Linked DNA regions of Macaca mulatta: region 2 is linked to region 1. A link is a contact called in public Hi-C data. All regions are on one chromosome and are shown on one strand. The core of a region is the stretch at or near the end of the contact, and the rest is flanking DNA. Distances in the headings are between cores, read along the strand shown.

What was found. A called contact is a pair of places that touch in the nucleus more often than the background predicts.
Region 2: a Hi-C map of CD4 T cells shows a contact between it and region 1, with 5 times the contacts expected there. The contact joins the promoter of CCDC7 here to the promoter of EPC1 in region 1. A contact is called at or near these places in 5 of 14 Hi-C or Micro-C datasets (CD4 T cells, cortical neurons, fetal cortex germinal zone and 2 more).

What each region holds. Positions count from the first base shown.
Region 1 is chr9:33,750,697-33,755,697 of T2T-MMU8v2.0, forward strand. It overlaps EPC1 (enhancer of polycomb homolog 1), which reads right to left and starts at 3,010. Exons shown (of 14, transcript XM_015146768.3): 1 at 2,735-3,010. The coding sequence starts at 2,737.
Region 2 is chr9:33,826,295-33,831,349 of T2T-MMU8v2.0, forward strand. It overlaps CCDC7 (coiled-coil domain containing 7), which reads left to right and starts at 1,949. Exons shown (of 45, transcript XM_028826154.2): 1 at 1,949-2,220.

The DNA of each region.
Region 1 (5,001 bases), core at 1,760-4,259:
TAACTGTTGACTAAAATGACATTTTGGGATTTTTAAAAAATAATTTTTTATTGTCCATGGTCTAGCAACTGTTACCATGAAAGACTGAGTTAGTTCTCTATCTACTAAATTTAATAAATAAAGGTTTTTAGTAAAGAAAATTTGTTATAATTCTAATCACAATCACACCAAGCTCATGAACTAAATTTCTATAAAAATGTTATCAATTAAAAAAATTAATGTCCAAGGAATCAAGAGTTAAAATGAAGCTCAAGGTGGATTTTAAAATGGAGAATAATATAAAATAGTGAATTGTTTTTTTCTCATAGATTTCAACCTCCTTAAATACATAGTGATGTAAGAGTCACATATAAAATGTTATCTGTCATATAAATATATATGAAGGATTTTTAAAAGTGAAGATTTAACTGTAATAGTTACTTCATAATCAATGATGTAATAGTCAATGATGTAGGAGAACAAAGAGCATTGCATAGCTACATATGGACTTCATAGCATCAGTTTGTTTTTAAAAGGGGGCTACATTATATACACGTTTAGTTTTCAGAGATTAAATAAAATAAAAATGATCACCATTCTGAATAGCAGACTATTTTAGCAATACATGTGTTGGAAAGTATATTTTATTTGCTAGATCAACTTCAGAGAACTAAACTCTCCAGCATAACCAGAGGGTTAGATAATATATTTACACCTGCAGTATTTCATTCTATAAATAATCTATAATGTCAAAAACCAGCTTTGATGGGGCATTTACATTTTATGAATAGCTAAAATGTGACAGTGAACATTTTCACATTTTTATAGCATAGTATAAACAAAATATGGGCATAATACATAATTATTTTTGAAGTTCAAGGAAAGGGTTATGTAGATAGAGTATAGAGACACAAAAATCAGAAATACTATTTTTAGCCATTTTCACACATCCTTTTACTTCAACCTGTTAAATGATTAAAAAGTGAAACGAGCATTTACATATTTCAAAGTGGATAAACACACTAAATAATAATTCTTGACATGTTCACTCTTTCAAAAAATAATCTCTTCAATCTTATGGAAAAGTGGTCTAGTATACTATTTCAGTTGTTTTTATTTTATGTGGCAAAAAAAAAATGTTTTAGGGTTCAGTTACTGATTTGTCCCACTTTCTTTTTGAACTAAGGGCACACTTACTATCTCCATAAACAACTAAAATATTTACAGAGACCAGTAAAACCTATGTCAGATCGTAACACATTTTTGTTCTTGGGAGGCTTTGGGCCTAAATCCCATGTTCTCTAATCAGATAACTCTCAATAAGAACAAAGATGGAAAAGATATAATCCTGCATTTAGATATGTGAACGTCAAAATTTTTAAAGTTAAAAGCAACTGTGCACATATTCTTAAAAAATTATCTTATTCCAAAATATTTGTTATTTTATAAACAAGGCTATCTGTAAATTCAGTTGAAGTATCATTTCAAAATGAAACAAATAATAATGTAGGAATTATTATATGACTATTTATTAGAAAAACCTCAGGAGAAACTTAGAATAGTTATTTAAGAAATCCCTAGGTTCAAAATGAAATTCAACTTTTACAATGTTGAAGGAACTAAAACTCAAATGTTTGGTTAAATTGAAAATACACTAACACATGTAATTTTGTAATATAAGGAAAACGCAAAATGTTACTAAAAAGATAAATCGACAGCTTATTATTGAATAATTGTGATATAGAGATGATAAATCAGATCAGATAAAACAACTGCAAACTGCATGCATGTCCCTGATGTTCCCTCGACTGGTTGTGACGACATGTCTGCTCTCACCACAGTTCACAGTTCACAGAAAACATTTAAATAACACAACTGAATATTTCCACTGACTAAAATGAACTTTCTTTAAGAAAATAAAGGGAGAAGAGAATAGATCAAATCTTGCCCCACCTCTTTTTTTTCTTCCTTTTTTCTTTTAGTGAAACTGACATAAATTGTTGAGGAGCACTACAGCGCCACCAACACAGATCAATGCAAAACAAAAAAGATCTCCCACCGTGTGCAAAAAGAAAAAAAATTAGAAAAATGCCAAAAATTACAAAATGTCTCCCAAATGTACCTTATTGGAGAAAAATAAGCAAGATCTGCAAAGATTATCTAATGAAGAGCTTCAAAGAAATAATATCATAGACTACAAGTTGAGACCTGATCAGCAAATAAAAGATCCACTATTTAGTAACAGCCATAACTTAATATAAACCCGGTTATGTCAACCTCCACCTTCATTATACCAAGGGCAGCTTTTCCGTAGTTTGTATCCAAGTAATCTATCAAGAGAACCACAATAGGTCCATTTAAAAAAAACTATATCCATAGTTTGCCTGCTGATAATTGAGTCCTGGACAAATTAGGTAAGACATAATTTTTATAAAGAGGATATGCACATATTTGGCATTGCCAACATTACTGGCACAAAACAAGTCCATCTTGAAATATCTGAGTTCCTCTGTAGTTCACAGTAATTAAAGTATAATTTATATTATAAACATTTAGCTTTAACAATGAAAAAAAAACTATTTTTTTTTTCTCTTGGTAAAAATTAACCAAGCAAGATTAGGTAGAACGTGCAGAGATCAAAGCTAAAGAAAAATACAAAGATTGGTTTTGTTAGAAGAAACACAATGAAAATCCTTTTTAGCCGGTGGCTCTTTCGAAGACTGAATGACATAAATGGTGAAAATTACAAACTTACCATTAGTGCAGGCAAAGAAGACGGCAGTTCTTGAAAAAAAATTGTAACAATATAGGCTGGATACTTGTGTCTCTAGAAACAACAGCCTCCAGGCAGCATACGGATCTTCCAACATCTTTAAAATGTTTGGTAAATAAAAAGTAATACTTTCTTCCATGATCGGCGGCCGAATGGGGTGGCTTCCCCCAGGATCTATGGGCGTTTGGGAGAAATCGGAGAAATATCCACAGAAGATTAAAAGCAGAGGAGGCAGCACAGCCAGAAGACTCTGGGGTTAACAACTTTGCGATGGCAAGCAGGCGAGCGCTGATTGGCTGGGAGGGCAGTGTCCCTACAGTCTGCACTATCCCCCGCTGCCCCCGCCTCCTGCAGCTCGGAAAAAAATGCAGTGTGTGTGCCATTTTACACTGGGCTTTTAAAAGCACAGCCACCCAAATGACAAAAGTCTAAGCTCGCTATTAAGTGACACTGCAAGACAATAGCACCCACGGCTGCCTGTGAGCTCGGGGGAATGCCCCTTTTAACATCTGAAGGAACACTCTGGCTTCTTGGATGTGGGGTTTTTTGTTTGTTTGTTTTTGTTTTTGCTTTTTAAAACAGCATTATCATGTTTTTCTTGAGCAAATTGTTGCTCCTTTCCAAAACGTCGATAGATCCTCCGCATGCAAACCTGGCCATGTAAAAACTATGTCCATCAAAATATTTTTTCAATTTGATCTCATGAGGGTACCTAGAGAAGCCAGTCATCCTGGAACAAAATTCATGACTCCTTTAGCTCCGAGATCTCTAATTCCTTGGGAAAAAAATACGTAATTTCTTATTCACAGTAACTACCATGTGTGCAAAAAGTAAAATAAAATAATGAATTTAGCGGTTAAATGAAAACAATAGGCATATTCCCGCCCCCTCCCCCGCCCCCCCTTAAAAATTGTTTCAAAAACCTTTACCGGCTGGCAGAATTCTACCACTCTGCCTTACAAACAAAATGGCTGTGGTACTGAGTTTTTTAGGATCCTCCCACTGTGCCTCCTCCTGGCCTCCAGGAAGTGGTAAAAATCCAAAATAAATACAGTACTGAAAGTACACCATTGAGTCTGAATTCGGGGGAAGCCTTTGGTAAGAGGGTCTTAGAATTGTGCTGGTCATTATTAGTTTTTTAAAATTGTTTTGAAAAGAACATCAATCACTAGAGATTTACTTGACTGTAATTTGAACTTCCTGCTTTACATATTTATAAGGTCTTTCACCTATCTTGGCAGGCTTTCAAATTAAGTGGGCTGGGAAATTTGATGCTCGGTCTCTAGTTGTGAGCTGAGTCAGGTATTTGGTGTTTGCAACTGGGCTTTTAAATAAAGACAAAGTCTAAGACTTTAAAAAAATGAACGTTAAACTGACGCAAGACTATGCTTGCTAATGTAAAGTAAGAAAAGTCGACAAAGATTGTAGTGTGTTAAATACTGCATACATGTGTTAACATAGTAAAAATTCTTTGCCCACTAAATTTTCTAATGAGTCAAGGAGAGAACAGGGTTTAAAGGAACTGGATTAAGAAAGGAGTGGGGAATGATCTACATTCTTCACAATCTCTTCCCCCTCCACACACACCACACACATACACACACACATGCACATATGCACACACATACACATACATGTATATACACACACGTTGGTCTGGTATCCCTGCCTGGCATTTAATAGGTAACATTCTTAGAAAGATGTAGCTAGGGTGACTATGAATTTATCGTCTAACACAGGATACTTTGAGAGTAAAAAGGGCTAATTACAGGACAGTTGGAATAAACAGAGCCTGTCCATGATAAGCTAGCAGGTAGAACTCGCTATGTTTTTAGTGAGACCTCCTTGAACTTTAACTAGACAGGTCACCTACCGCCATGGGGCCTTGGCCAATTTAGATAGCATTTGAGCTAGACCCCTCTCTGGGCTGCATCTCCTGCCTTTGTTCTACTGTCAAGTGAAGTAGACAATCTGAGTAGACTTGGGGTCAGATATATTTAATGAACAGCCAGGGTAAAGAAAATACCTAGATATGCACATCCATATGTGTATACACCTTCATATACTTTATTATCTGTAGATTAGGATGTTCTGTGCACTTTGTAAGATACACATACTTCTGATTACATGCTTTCCTATGGGATAATTTTCTTTGGAGTTTTTGAGACCATATTCATGATATACACAATTCGAGGGATTTTTGGTTTTTGTTTTGGTAAAGATAATTTGTAGAATGAAATGTTTCGGGG
Region 2 (5,055 bases), core at 699-3,198, 75 kb after region 1:
TCAAGTGATTCTCCTGCCTCAGCCTCCCAAATAGCTGGGATTACAGGCACCCGCCATCATGCCCGGTTAATTTTTGTATTTTTAGTAAAGATGGGGTTTCACCATGTTGACCAGGCTAGTCTCAAACTCCTGACCTCAAGTGATGCACCACCTCAGCCTCCCAAAGTATTGGGATTACAGGTGTGAGCCACTGTGCCCGCCTGCCTTCATGAATTTTTGAACGCACCCAGAAAGAGCAGAAGACAACATTTCTGGCACTCCAGAAGATGTCTTGTTTTCCCTTTCCAGGCAACCCCAGTGGTAACTCCCAGTGGTGTGCTGGAGCTAGCCTACACCAGCTCTTGGGAGCTGATAAATTTTCAGGAATCTCTGATGAGGCATTCAGATTTTACTGGAAAATTAGAAATAATTAGATACAATCAATTTTCAGAGTTTTAGAAAATAGTTTAAATCTATTATGTCAAATCTAAGGTCTCCTTTAAATCTGGTTTTTAGTTTTAGTTCCATCTTTCCTATTCCTTTCATTTACACACAGGCATTATTAACAATTAAATTATATCAATTAATATTTTATTTTAGTAATATATTTTATAAGCTGATATATTAAAAATAGTATTTCAACGCAATCAATATAAAATTATTGAGATATTTACATTCTTTTTTATTTTCATAGCAACCCTTTGACGTGTATTGTATATGTTACATTCATAGCACATACCAGTTGGACCAACACGTTTAAGGTGTTCAGTAGCCACCTGGGGTTGTGGCTCCCACATTGGATAGCACAGTTGAAACCCTACATTGCTTTATTTACCACTAAGCAATATGTTTTCAACTTTGTTTCAAAGCTCTTAGATCTTTCAGTATTTCATAATGTAAGCCCCTTCTATTTCAAGGACTATGTAGTAATACATACTCACACTTGAATGATGCTACTAAAGCTTCCCCTTCTTCACTTTTTTCCTTTCAAATTTAGATTTTCTGTTGCCTGGAAAATGCATATGAACCAGTTCAACAAGTAAATTGATCTCCCCTGCCGCCCCCTACCACAGTCTATATGTGTATTTTTCTTTTTTTTTTTGTACTTTTAAGTTCTAGGGTACATGTGCACAACGTGCAGGTTTGTTACATATGTATACATGTGCCATGTTGGTGTGCTGCACCCATTAACTCGTCATTTACATTAGGTATATCTCCTAATGCTATCCCTCCCCCCTCCCCCCATCCCACAACAGGCCCCGGTGTGTGATGTTCCCCTTCCTGTGTCCAAGTGTTCTCATTGTTCAATTCCCACCTAATAAGTGAGAACCAATTAATATTTTAAAATATTAAAAACATTTTACTTTGTTCAACTTAAAGACAAAATTAATATATTTCTTGAGGTCAAATTATCGAAAAAAACTCTATCTTGTAAAATTGCATATTAAAGCAGTGCGTGGAAGCTGATGGCAAGAAACCACTTAAGTGTCACAACTCTGCTTCGAGTTAATTCCTAGTCCATTTGATTTTGTTTTGCTTTTAAGATCACAAAGCTGATGTACACTTCCGTGCGAGCTTAGAGTCTGGTAATGAACTCCACAATACACTGAAAAGAGCTTGAGGAGATAGCAGATGAATGAAGGACTGGGGCTCCGGTTTTGCAGGCGAAGCCCAGGTTCTTAAAGGTCCAGGTTCTTAAAGGTCCTACCAGGCCTGTATTTTATTTCTCCTTCGCAGGCCTCTAGGCCAAATGCCTCGATGAATCTGCGCTCCGCGGGCGTCCCGGAATTACACATCGGAAAGAATAAGGAAGGAGGAGGCCGACGTGCCCATGGACATTATCAACCTTCCGTCAGATCCCCACAGCAGCCAAACTGCGTCTCCTCTGCCGCTCTTGGCGCGCAGCTCACGCCCGCAGCGTCAGCGACGTCGGCGGCGCCAAGGCGTCGTGGCGTCGGGCGTCTGGGACGTGGCATCAACGGCCCCATCCGGCGCCGGCGGCGGGCGCCCGGCGGTCTTTGCTGCCGCCCGGGGGCGCAGAGGCCGGGCCTTTTCTTTCAGCACAAACGTCAGTTTGTAAAAGGGTGGGGCTGGAGTCTGAGGAGTTTTCAGGCTTCTGTCTCGAAGGAAGTCTGGCAGGCTCGGAATTGCCATCTTCCTCAGGCAAATAGTTTTTCACCTTAGAGCCAGCCTTGGCAAGGCCAAACCGCCCAGTCACCCGACTTCCCACAGTCTCAGCAGGTACACAGGGCCGGGAGCCTCGCGAGCGGCTCTCTCAGCCGGACCTGAGGGTTTCGGGAGAGTCCTGGGTTTGCACTTAGTTTTCCCGCTGCGTGGCTGCCTCCGTGGCGGTTGTGCTGCTTTTTATGCAAGATCTGGGATCGAAGGCAAATCATCCTTTCCCTACGCCCCCTGCCGACCCTTGCCGCTCTCCTCGATTTTGTACACTGTCATTAAAGGGTTTGAAATGAATGTACATTAATCCTTGAAGGATGAAACCAGAAAACATTTGTCGTGGTGGCGGAAAGGGACAGATGCACTTGGGCGAAGTAATGCTGACATCCACTTCCTAGCATTGTTAGGAGGGATAAATGAATTAAATATGTAAAATCCTTAAATATTTGCTTGCTAATACAGGTATTCATTGCGTGTGACTCTATTTTTGTATTTATGTGAACTTCATCGGAGCATTTGTCAGGTTCTTTTTTCTCTTTTTTTTTGCACTAAGTGAGCGTGGCCGGCCGGCCGGCCTGCCTTCCTGCCTTCCTTCCTTCCTTCCTTTCCTCACACTTTTTTGGGGGGAGAGGACACAATGCAATCCATAATACACTTGTTCTTTTTTCCATCGAACTTTCCTCTTGACCATGTTTTCTTCTAGTAATACTCTATTTCTTTCCTCCCTTTTGTAGTAAAATTTGTCTACAGTGGTTGTATTCAATTCTTTGTTCTTACTTCCTTTCTTTTGAACGGTAAGTCAGATATTTACCTCGATCATTCTACTGAAATTGTTGCCGTTCTGTTCTTCAGGTTACAAATGACCTACCTCCATGTTGCCAAATCCAGTGTCAGCTCTTAGTCTTCATTTTACTTGACTCAGCATTTGACATAGTTCATCGCTTCGTCCTTGGTGACATTTTCTTTTCCTTGCTTTCTATGTATATGTGCCCTTTTGGTTTTACTTATTGGCTCATTGGCCACTCTTCTTACATCCTGTTTGCTGGTCCTGATGGTTTTGGTGGAATTTTTGATGTTTGCTTGGACCTGATGGTTTTGATGGAGTTTCTTTGGCAATGTAATTTATTCAGAATTCTTTTGAGGCTTTTCAATTTTGTAAATTTAATCTTGGTTTCTGCATCATTTTGCTTGTAACATTAATTTTTACTTAAAGCATCATGTCACAATCGGTATGAGAATAATGTAAAAGGGGGCAGTCACGGTGGCTCAGGCGTGTAATCCCAGCACTCTGGGAGGCCGAGGTGGGCGGATAACCTGAGGTCAGGAGTGTGAGACCAGCTTGGCCAATGTGGTGAAACCCTGTCACTACTAAAAATACAAAAATTAGCTGGGCGTGGCAGCGGGTACCTGTAATCCTAGCTACTCGGGAGGCTGAGGCAGGAGAATCGCTTGAACCCGGGAGGCGAAGGTTGCAGTGAGCCAAGATTGCTCCATTGTACTCCAGCCTGGGTGACAAGAGTGAAACTCTGTCTCAAAAAAAAAAAAAAAGAAAAAAAAAAAAAGAAAAATGTAAAAGGGAATATTTTGCAGGGGCTTTGGTTCAAGTGCTATAATGTATGTATTTACTATTATCATCAGTAGTTTCCAGTAGAGCATTGTGTTCTTCCTTCAAATGGATTTTTAGTGACACTGGTATCAAGTTATCTTTGCTAAGTGATATTTGACTATGATTTAAAAATTATGCTTGATGACTATGCATTCAATTAACTATAGTGTATCATCAAAACAAAAAAGCAGTTGTATAATTCTTGGATGAAATAAACATTTTCAGTGCTATTAAGATATTTTCATTCGGCCGGGCGCGGTGGCTCAAGCCTGTAATCCCAGCACTTTGGGAGGCCGAGGCGGGTGGATCACGAGGTCAGGAGATCGAGACTATCCTGGCTAACATGGTGAAACCCCGTCTCTACTAAAAATACAAAAAACTAGCCGGGCGTGGTGGCGGGCGCTTGTAGTCCCAGCTACTTGGGAGGCTGAGGCGGGAGAATGGCGTGAACCCGGGAGGCGGAGCTTGCAGTGAGCCGAGATCACGCCACTGCACTCCAGCCTGGGAGACACAGCGAGACTCCGTCTCAAAAAAAAAAAAAAAAAAAAAGATATTTTCATTCTATTGTTTACAACCTAGTTTAAAGAATGTAACAGCAAGTTGTATAAAATGTCTTAGAATTTTAGTTTTTGCGAATTTTCTGTTTGTGCTTGTCAGACGTATTTAAGGGCATGTATCCCTGGCCCCATATATATTATATGTTTTTAATTTTAATTTTTTTATAAGTAATCTCTTAAACATGTATATGATTCTTTTCCAGCGGGGTGTCATCATCTACTTGTTAAAATCCTAATAAATGTTCACATATTGAAATATCTGGATTTTGGAAATTCATAATTACATCAACAATTGTTATCTGCTGTCCATGTGTCCAAAGTAATTGAGAAATTATTAGTTTTTAAAACTTTATTCAAAGTGATTTTATTTATAACATCTGTAAGTTGTATTATTTGTTTTTATATGTTATTCTCTGAAATAGTATATTATACTATTTGGTATTGATATTTGTGTTTTGCATAAATCAACTTTTGCCGTGATTTCTGGCAAATAAAAAAATACTATTATTGGTCTTTTATTATTTATTGGATGATCTTCTGAATATTAGATACTGCTTCTCCAAAAATTCAATCATGTTTATTGTTATTAACAAATATATAGGCCTTTATTTTCTCATTTTCAGTAGAATTGCTAATTATATTTTTTTCAAACCTGCTACTAACTTTTAATACTTATCACTATTGATGTGTATTTTATTAATGTTCAACAATATGTGATAAATGCTGCTGATCTTTGCA